Regions from separate parts of the Mus musculus genome. Here region 2 is linked to region 1. A link is a contact called in public HiChIP or PLAC-seq data. All regions are on one chromosome and are shown on one strand. The core of a region is the stretch at or near the end of the contact, and the rest is flanking DNA. Distances in the headings are between cores, read along the strand shown. Region 1 overlaps Myh11 (myosin, heavy polypeptide 11, smooth muscle). Region 2 overlaps Abcc1 (ATP-binding cassette, sub-family C (CFTR/MRP), member 1).

Evidence for each region. HiChIP or PLAC-seq counts read pairs in DNA pulled down with a chosen protein or histone mark.
Region 2: a FOXA1 HiChIP or PLAC-seq map of pancreatic cancer cells shows a contact between it and region 1. The contact joins two enhancer-like sites. A contact is called at or near these places in 16 of 39 promoter capture datasets (the 3T3-L1 cell line, 3T3-L1-derived adipocytes, the HPC-7 cell line and 10 more), 2 of 484 Hi-C or Micro-C datasets (Th1 cells and cerebral cortex), 5 of 115 datasets of contacts at active chromatin or transcription factors (the HPC-7 cell line, SST interneurons, bone marrow-derived dendritic cells and 2 more) and 1 of 9 other capture datasets (embryonic stem cells).

Annotation. Positions count from the first base shown.
Region 1 is chr16:14,234,537-14,239,765 of GRCm38.p6, forward strand. Myh11 (myosin, heavy polypeptide 11, smooth muscle) reads right to left here. Exons shown (of 41, transcript NM_001161775.1): 9 at 4,860-5,003; 10 at 1,833-1,928. Among named protein-coding and RNA genes, the nearest start is that of Myh11, 54 kb to the right of the region's middle. Within about 2 kb of position 2,930, at least 10 of the 459 cell types and tissues checked have an H3K27ac peak or open chromatin away from gene starts, as enhancers often do. A contact at or near this core is called in pancreatic cancer cells, where this site is marked.
Region 2 is chr16:14,371,136-14,376,364 of GRCm38.p6, forward strand. All of the region lies in intron 1 of Abcc1 (ATP-binding cassette, sub-family C (CFTR/MRP), member 1), which reads left to right. Among named protein-coding and RNA genes, the nearest start is that of Abcc1, 12 kb to the left of the region's middle. Within about 2 kb of position 2,041, at least 112 of the 459 cell types and tissues checked have an H3K27ac peak or open chromatin away from gene starts, as enhancers often do. A contact at or near this core is called in pancreatic cancer cells, where this site is marked.

The DNA.
Region 1 (5,229 bases), core at 1,680-4,179:
CTGTTTAATTCTCTTTAAAGAAATGCTCATGCACTCGTGTGGTGGTGCGCATCCGTCATGCCCACGCTTGGGACATGCAGGCAGGAGCACCATAAGTGCAAGGTCATCTCTGCTCACACAGGGAGTTTGAGCCCTGCATGGGCTCTGTGGGACCCTGCCTCAAAAAACAAAAGGTAAAGAAACAGAAACAACTTCAAACAAAAGAAGAAAAAGGAAAACTAAAATGTATTCATATATGTCTAGTCAGGTCATAAACATGTGGCTCGTTATATCATTGTATATATTTCTGCATTTAAAAACTTATTTTCAAAAACATACAGAACCACGTCCCAGCTGCTTCCCACACACAAAGATTTGTCTATCACATGGGGGGGGGGTATGGGGTGCAGATAGTACTAAAGTTTGTGGGTCCTCCATTGCTTCACAAGCTATCTGTTCATGTCTCTGGATTCTCATGGAGAACTGGATCTTATTCATATGTCACATTTAGGGGTGGCGGGTTACTACACAATATATGTCCAATAGACTTGGCTCTGTGGGGCTGTACAGTGATATAATACAGAGTCTGTGGTGGCCCCAAAACTAGAAACCGGATATTTAGCTACTACTAAGAGTGATGGGAGCCAGGTGATCCTCTCAGAGACAGAAAATTTTGAGTATTTTCAAGAAAGATGGCCAGAATCAGTGGTGGGAAATCCAGAGGAGGGTAACCAGGGTTTTAATTTAAATAAGAATTTCAGAGAAATAACACTTTATAGTAGACTCTCTTTCTAAGGGTTTTATTTTTGTTTATGCATGTGTGTGAGTAAGCACACATGCATGTGGGTGCTAAAAAGAGTGATGGATATCTGAGAGCTGAAGTGACAGGCAGTTTTGAGGTTTCAAACCGGGGTGCTGAGAACTGCACTTGGGTCCTCTAGAAGAGCAACAAGTGCTCTGACCTCAGAGCCGCCTGCTCTGCCCAGGGAACACTCTTGTGGTGGAAAGTGTTATGGCTTGACTGAAAACTGGGTTCAGTTGGACCACCTGTGCTTTATCTGGGACCCTTCATTTGCAAGGAGCTTGAGGCCTGGCTCCTCACCAAGGCTGTACCATAAGAAGAACTGAGCTGGCTTTCTTTCTGCTGTGTCTTAAGGCCTGGCAGAGTGCAACTGCTTGGAAATGCTTATTCAATACATAAACCATTGGAGAGCTCAGAAGAGGTGACCCATGCGTGAGGGCCCATCTGGCTGGAACCACTGAGTTTCTGATTTTGTGCTGTAGGATCTGCAGCCATGAAACACTTGAAGGAAGAGGCAGAGACAGCAGAAAGCCCCCCCTAGGGATGGGGCATATGCCCAAGACTGAGTGAATGACTGGAACTGAGATGGTGCCAGCCCTATGCATGCTGATGCTTTCCTGTATAGAGACCTCTGATAAAGTTAACTTAAACAGGAGGTACCATGAGGAGCTAACAACAGGAATTAGGAATAAGTCAGGTAGCCAGCATGGTGAAGCGTACTTGCCATCCTAACACTTGGAGGCTGAAGAACTGGGAGTTCCAGGCCAGCCTGGGCTATCCACTGAGGCCTTGTCTCCAAAAGAAGTACTACTATTAAAGTAACAATTACAGTAACAACAAATGACATAATTGTAACAGTGTATTATAATAAAAGTCACACAAAGGTGGCTGTTCTCTGTCATACTCTCTCCTTGTGTTGACTTGTACTTTTAGACCACAGCTGACTGCCATGTGTAGCCATAGATAAGGAGGACATCTATACCACCAGTGCCTGAGTGTGACCTGCTTCTTTATTCCAGAAGCTATCATCACTGGGAAAAGTGACAAGTACCTGTGTTATCAGGCATGGATGCCTGGTCTGTGTTTCGCTCCTTCTTGAAGACAATGTTTCCAAGCTGAAGGACAGATGATACTACCTTCAAGATGGCTGAAGTAGGGAGAGAAGAGTGGATTGGTTAGTCAGTAGCAGCCAAAGTATTTTGAAAGCCATCAATCTAATCATCACTGGACACTAAGAGTCAAGCAGCGGCATCCCTCTGTAGACCGAGTTCTGAGTTCTCATGTCTGGACAAGATTGTCTGACTCCCTGACTTACAGAAGAAGATGCTCGAATGTGGGAAATGAGTATTGCCAGGAAGTTGCTGGAAAACCTTGTATCACATGGGATTTCTTTATGCAGCAGGGACTTGTAAGCTCCAGTCATGGGCCAAATATAGCTCACTGACTATTATACATGAAAGAATGAATGGATGGAGGATGGATGGTGGGTGGATGTAGGAGTGATGGAGGAGGATGGAGGATGGATGCATAGATGGATAAATGGATGGAGGATGGATACCTGAGCAGAGATGGATAAATGAATGAATGAAAGATGCATAAATGGATGGATTAAAGATGAATGGATAGAGTAAATGGGTGGATAAATAGAGGATGGATAGAGATGGGTAGGTAAAGAATATCTGGAGGAGCAGAGGGTGTGTTTGATGATTGCCAATAGACCTACTTGAACTGTGGAGTCAGTCACCAAGAAGTTATCATGTCCTAGTAACAAAGCCTAGAAACTCCATCTTCCTTTGGTCCCCAGGCCAAACCATGGGTTTTGTCTCCTTCACAGCAGATGACCTCATACCACAAGCCCAGACATAGTCAAGAGGAGAAAGATTCAGTTGCTAATGTACCAACCCACTCCCACCCCCACTCCTCTTCACTGTGAAGCTGTTACAGACAAGGCACTGCCAAGGGTGTTCTCTTTCCTACTAACACCCACAAAAGGAACTTTGTGAACTAGGATATGCTGGCCTAGAGGTGCTCAAAAGTACAACTCTAAGCTAGGTATTGCCAAAGTGCCTGCAGAGGGAGGGTGCGCCGTCTAACGCCAGCTCAGCCTTGCTGATTCAGTAGAAATTCTTGGGCAGAAAGCAGTCCAGTACATCCACAGATGTTTAGCAGCACCCCCATCACTCACCAGTAGATGGCAGCAGTGCCCACCTCTGCAGCTGGAAATGTTGGTTTATCTTGTGGGCATTGATTGTTGGCGTATTTCCCTACGTTCAGACAGATCTCATTGCTTAGCTCAGGCTGACCTTAAGATCAATCCTCCTGCCTCACCCTTCCAGGTGCTGTTTACAGGCATGTACCACCACAGAAGGCAATCGGGATAACCCTTGCTCCATTTGGTTCCTATATGTTCCATCACTGATTTAAGTCTTCCTTGATATTTTCTTTTTCTATTTTTGTTTTTGAAACAGGGTTTTTTATGTACATCCCTAGCTATCTTGGAACTTTCTTTGTAGACCACACTAGCCTCACACTCAGAGATCTGCCTGCCATTGCCTCCCAAGTGCTGGGATCAAAGGCGTGCATTACCACCACCTGGCTTTCTTCTGTTTTCATTTGTTTGCATTGTTGTTGTTATTTTGGTTTTGTTTTTCAGACAAATTTTCTCTGTGTAGCCCTGGCTGGCCTGGAACTCACAGAGAATCTTCTGACTCTGCTTGTGTGGTCCTGAGATTAAAGGTGTATGCCTCCATGAGTGGTTTGCTTGTTTAATTTTGTCTCTGAGACACGGTCTTAGTCTATACGCCTGTCTGCTTGAGCTTGCTATGTAGCTCCTAGAACTTTCTTTTTCTGGACCATAGGCTATTTATTCTATACGGACCAGCCTATCCTATAGTCCTCACTGTAGCAACTGGATATTTCTGGGACCCCAGAGGGTGTGGAAAGGGAGGCCAGTTTACCATAGTCCTGCCCTAGTTAATTCTGAATGCTGGAGTTGGTCTGAGCCAGAAGGAAGTGTCTCTGGAGCCACAGCACTGAAGCCAGCAGGGGGTGAATGGGCTCCAGAGCCAACTGTGGAATGATTATCATCAAGTATCAGTTCGTCAACACAGCTGAGTTCCCGGGAAGAGCCTTGCAGACCCTGCATCACCTTATTCAGGTCTGATGTGTCTGTGTTCAGCCCTAAGAGCCTGCTCTTAGCACCTATACCTCTCTGTCCTGTGTTCCTAACATCATAGGTAACCATGGAACGCACACACTCACCTAAGCCCACCAACACAAGCTAGTGAGATACCACTATTCAGGGCAATAATAGCGAGCCCCATCTACACTGTGGCTACAAACCCGAAGGCTGTAACAAACTGCATTTGTTGTCAAGAAAACTACAGCCTAATAGGTACTGTGGTGTTGAACAACGGAGGACCAGAAACCAGCTTTTAAGAGAAATTCTAAGTCCCGAGAACCTAGAACCTGCAGCCAGCATGTCTGAGTCTTCCAATGCTGGACTGATTGGTTTGATTTTGGGCTATCCTCCATAAGCTTATCGTCCCAGCTCTTGGTCCCCAGCTAATGATGCTATTTTGAAAGCCTTTAGGTAGGGCCTGGCCTGTGGAAATAGGTTTGTAGGGGCAGTTCCTTCCCACTCTGTTTCCTGCCTGCTGTGATTTAAGGAGCTCTGCTATATATTCCTGCTGCCATGGTCTGAACAGTTCTACCATGCCTTCCCTCCATGATGGAATGAGACCCTAGAGACCATGAGCCAAGATAAATCCTCCTTTCCTTAAGTTGTTCCTGTCCAGTGTCACCAGGGTAACAGAGATAACTAACACAGAGCGAATCACTTTTTTTTTTTTTCTTAAGCCAATTTGGGTCAGTTGCAACCAAAAGAGTCATGTGCCTAATAAGTCACATGTGGACGGATTCACTTTTCCTTCTCTTGGTCTTTCTTCTCTCCCTCTCTGCCTCCTTTCAGGAGGTAGGAAACCCAGAGAGTAGCCATGCATCCTGACGAGATGAGGGCCAGTAAGGAATCCCCCAGCATCACAAGTCCAGCTTACTAGATACAAGGTATGAAACTCACCTAGCTGTTCCTCTTCATTGAAGCCCATGATAGACATGGCTTCCAGTGTCTCCTGGAACATCTCATCATCTTGTGCAGCTGGGATGGGCACAAAGCCATTGGATAAAAATGTGTAGCTGTTGAAGCTCTCCAAAAGCAGGTCACCTACAAGAAAGGAGCAGAGTGAGCTGAACGTGGAGACACGCTTCCACCTTCAGTATGCCACAGGTCCTAGCATGGTCTGGGCCATTGTCATCTCTCCCTTTCTCAAGGTTTGAGCAGTTAAAACTCTTCCTGTGTGTCATCAGGTACAGTCCTCACCAGCCAATACTGACCTCACACTGTGGCGCTTGCTGTGTACTGTACCAGGGTACCAAGCAGCTAAAATACA
Region 2 (5,229 bases), core at 791-3,290, 140 kb after region 1:
ACCAGGAGGAACTAGGGTGGGTATAAACCACCTTAACAAGAAGTGACATTTGTCCCACTATTTTGGTGGTTGAACTGGCTCTGTCCCAGAAAGAGGGAAAACCCATGCCAGGGTCCTGAGGACCGTGATGTGGTTGGAGTAGCATAGAGTACAATGTACACACACACACACACACACACACACACACACACACATACACACACATACATATATACAGATTTTCATTTTATGTGTATGAGTCTGCATTGCATGCTTGTCTGGTGCCTGCAGAGGCAAGAGAGGACACTGGCTCCTCTGGAACTGTGGTTACAAGTGATTGTGAGCTGCCATGTGGTTCTTGGAATTGTTAATGTGAGTCCTCTGCCAGAGCAGCCTGGGCTTTTACTGCTGAGCCATATTTAGCTCTTACATATTTTTTGAGACAGAGTGCGGTCCAAACCAGCTTGGAACTTGATGTGTAGCAGAGGATGCTCTTGAACCCCTCACTTCCTGCATCTGCCTCTGAGTGCTGGGACTATAGGGGAGCACTAGTGGCTCAGGGTCTTCAGAGTGGGGGATGGGAATTGGCTTCACAAGCATGAGATGAATACTCTGCCAACTCAGCTCCATTCCCAGCTCTGTATTACTGCATTTTAGCTCAGAGGAGTTACAGGGCCAGTAGAAATCTCATTGAAGTCCTGCTTCAAGTTTTTCACAGATGCATGAAGCCTAATAGAAAGGGCCTGGAAATCCCAGGCCAGGGAGGAAGAAACACTTGTCCAGAGCGATCAGGGCCTTTGATCTGTATTGGAACAAATGGGTGTGCTGTGCTGCGGATGGAACCCAAGTGCACTCTGAGATGGACCTCAGCCCCAGTCCTCCTCGTGCTTAAATCAAGCTTGTACACTTTCCCCTCTTCTCATCCCCTGTCTCATCTGTGGCTCAGAACCTCTCGAGCGAGCCTGAGCTGGGATATCCCACTTTACAGCTGCCTTTTAGTCTTCAAACAGCTTTTAATGACCAACACAGGTTTTCCTTTTTTGGCTAGGTAGATTTTCTGCTGGCTTTTAGAAAACAACTTGAAAAATTTAACTACAGGTCCCCCCCCCCCACCTCCTTTTTTTTTTTAAACAGAGCCTCTAGCCCAGGCTGCTCTCAAACTCCCAATGTAGGCAAGGATGACCTTGAACTAACTGCCTTCACCCCCAAGTGTTAGGATTACAGGTAGGTTCTACTACATCTGTTGTTGGGGACCAAACCCTTTTGTGTATGCTAAGCACAGCACAGGGCCTCACACACAGCACACCACTGAGCTGTACCCTCAGGTCCCCTGACTTCCTTTTATAGTCAGTCCTGTGAGGGAATTTCAGAATTGGTCAAGGCCTATTAAGTCTGAATAGTGCTGTTTCTTTAAGAAAAAAAAAAAAAGTAATAAGAATATGAAGGGAAAAAGTCAGGTTTCAGTGTTCTTCCCTGCCCACTCCCTCTGAAGTGAGTGAGTGAGTGATGATGATGAGAAAGAGAGAGAGAGCACACATGCACAGTTTGTGTTTATGTGTGCACATTTTCTCTCTATATTTTTCATGCTGTAAATATTTTGTATCTTGTATCCTTCACTTAACCGTAAGAGGCAATATCCTTCTCTGTAGTCTGTGGAATTTGAAAGAACAAGGAAGTCACATTTCTTACCGAGCTTTCCTTTTTATCTGTGGAAAAGCTAAGAAGCCACGGTCTCACCCTGTTCCCTCTTGGTGACTGTCAGGGTCATTATCAGTCTTTCAGCTGGTTAATCAGCACTGGGGAGGGGATGGGGCTGTTGGGGGCCCGTGGGAACATTCCTGATCATGCTTTGTGAGCAGATACATGCATATGACTCAGCAGCGTGAGTTTCCCCACCAGAAGTTGCCTGCTTGAGAGATATTTACCTTTTGAAATTTGCTAGTTAATTACTAGGTCAATACAACAGTCACACTCCCACAAATGACCCCTCCAGCACTTACTAAACACCTATTATATTCAAGGCACATGAGTCTTGAGCAAGCTGGAAGCCTGTTGGAGCTGCTTTTCTGGATGTGAGAGGATTTTGCTCAGAGAAGTTAAACCTTGCATACCAGGGAGCTGAGATCAGGAGACCAAATGAGGGTGGTTGGGTCCCTTCCAGTTTTTCAAAGCTGTGTTTAAATACGAAGCGTCTTTTTTTTTTTTTTTTTTTTTTTAAATCATGTTATTTAAGAAGTAATTAACAGTTAGACAATATGGAAGGCTCTACTTACATCCTGTCCTCAGATGTCACTATGACCTCCCCCTCACTCATAAAGCTTCTAGTTGCAGCACAAAGTTTTCTGATTATAAAAATCACACATGCTCTGTAGTCAAACAAACCACACAGATGTGTTCATGAAGATGCTGTTCTTTTTTTTTTTTTTTTTTTTTTTTTTGGTTTTTCGAGACAGGCTGTCCTGGAACTCAGTTTGTAGACCAGGCTGGCCTCGAACTCAGAAATCCGCCTGCCTCTGCCTCCCAAGTGCTGGCGTGCGTCACTACGCCCGGCTCGTAGATGCTGTTCTATTGGACCAGCCTGTAGCCATGTCCTTCCACCTGCTTGTAAAATAGATCACATACTTAAGTCTACATAGATTATAATCTTTATTCTGCTGGTATTTTTGCCATCCACACAGATACATAGAATCTCACAAATCTTTTCCAGGCTTCAGAACTGTGATATGGACCATGCCTAGAGTTCCCTTTTATCTAATATGTATCCTTGTGCATGAGTCAAAATTACATAAATTTTAACCTTTAATATAAAGGCTGATTATTTTCAAGAAGTATATAGCTAGCCTTTTCTGAATGTAAGTGAATAAAAATTCCCATTTCTAGCTGGGTGTGGTGGTGCATACCTGTAATCGCAGGCTGAAACAGGAGGCTTAGGAGGTAGAGGCCAGTCACTGCGACACGACACTGTGGTAAACAACAACAAACAAAACAAAAACAACAACAATCCATTTGTTCAAATCCAAGTCAGTATCTCCCAGAGATCGGGGAGGCTGAGGCAGGAGGTTCACAAGTATGAGATCTGCTTGAATTACAAGGTGACTTCCGTGTCAGCCCAGGCAAATTAATGAGACCCTTTCTGGAAATTAGTGAAAGTAAGGCTATATGTCCTTATGTATCATGGTGGGTCTTTTTCCTGTTAATGTATACAATGTACTGGAGACCTTGGCCCTCTGTTTTTCCTGAGCATTGTAAAAATTCTTTCCTGGGCCATTGCATATTTATTTGTGTACTAACCCGTAAGGCTTAGCCTTCTCGTGTTTTGAGTGACCATGGTAGTTAGTTGCATTCCATTTTGTGGTATTTGCTGTTAAAAGAAATTCCCATCCTCACATGACCTTGTAACAACAACCTTCAGCCTCCACCACCACACTTCCTCGTACCTGTGGACTATAACTCATGTCATTATTGGCTGTGTTTTAACATTTAAGTCACAATAGTATTTTTTTCCTCCTTTGTTCCGCTTTTTTTTTTTTCCCTTTGAGAGCAAACATTGTACTGATGCTATGAACATAGGGCCTGTTGGCTTGTTTCCTTGGAAGCCATCCCTGAAGGAGAAGGAACAGCTCAGAACATTCAAAAGGGTTACACCCCAGCCTTTGCTTTTTTTTCAGAAAAGTGTTGGCTAGCTCAAAGTTCTAGCGTGGTCCAGGAATAGCTGCTGCTGTTGTTGTTGTCCTGTAGTGAGTGTGTGTGTGTTACTGGGTATTCCACTAAAGGCCTCATGCTTGCTGGGTAACGTGCTGTACTACTGGGCTATAGTCCATTCCTATTAGTGTTCTTAAGAGTCTGTTCTTAAAAGTAGACGAAGGGCTAGGGATGTAGCCTAGTTTGCTTGTTTAGCATTTACAAAGCCCTCGAGTCCATCTCCAGCACCAATTCTATACGCTGGGTATGGTGGTACAAGCCTGCACATCCTAGCATTCTGGAGACGGAGGCAGGAGGATCAGAAGTTTAAGATCGTCCTCTGCTACATAGTGAGTTCCAGACCATCCTGGGATTCTTGAGGTTTCATCTCAAAACAAAACACACAAAACAAAGACAAAGACAACACATACCTCTCCCTTAAACAAAACCCAACAGATAGATGAGGACAGGTAACTTAGCTAAGTGGTAGAATATTTGTCTAGCATTACAGAGGCAGTACAGACAAAACAAAATAGATGAAAAATGGCATAAACAGTGACAACTTCTCTCCTATCTGGTCCCTCTGACCAGCTTTGTAGGAGAAGAAGGCTGGGGACCAGTAGCCGACATGCAAGTAGTGAGTGTGAGTGTGAGTGTGTGTGAGTGTGAGTGTGTGTGTGTGTGTGTGTGTGTGTGTATGTGTCTGGGAAGGTGACCTTGTGGTTATAGTTAGGTTTGCACATCTTTCAGAGCTTTCATAAGGCTTCATTGATTTCTTTCTTTCTTTCTTTCTTTCTTTCTTTCTTTCTTTCTTTCTTTCTTTTTTTTTTTTTGGTTTTTCGAGACAGGGTTTCTCTGTATAGCCCTGGCTGTCCTGGAACTCACTTTGTAGACCAGGCTGGCCTAGAACTCAGAAATCCGCCTGCCTCTGCCTCCCGAGTGCTGGGATTAAAGGCGTTTGCCACCACGCCTGGCTCATTGATTTCTTAACATAGGATGTGTTCCATATCAGTATATCGGGTATTGCAGCTGTAATTCAACTAGTCTTTCCTGTTTTCTTTGGCCTCACACATGATTCATGCATGATCTCTGGTGGGGTACTTCATGTTCAATGCTGGGGACAGAGCTGATCTGGCTCTGGGTAGCAGTATTCTTGGTAGGAGGAAGGAATGGAGAAAAGGCTCCCTTGAGGTCAGGCCTTTTATTTCTTGAGGGTCCAGTTGGAAGGAAGGTGTGGCCCCAAAGAAATCTGGAGATATATGGCTGGAATCAATGCCAGGAGTAGGTGGATTTGAAAACTTGTTACTTCCCAGCACATAGAGTGGGCGAGCTGCTAGATTTATGGAAACTTCTGTTTCCTTATATGTAAATTGGGTCATGCTACATATTTTTGTGTGTACTCAGATCTACATGCCTGTGGGGATGTATATATGAGGATGCCAGAGGTTGACATTGGGTGTCTTCTTTTACTGTCCCCTACCTTGCTTTTTGAGACAGGGTCTATCTCTGAGCTCATAGATTCACCTATACTGGCTTCTGGGAGGATCTGCAGGGATTTGTCTCTATCCA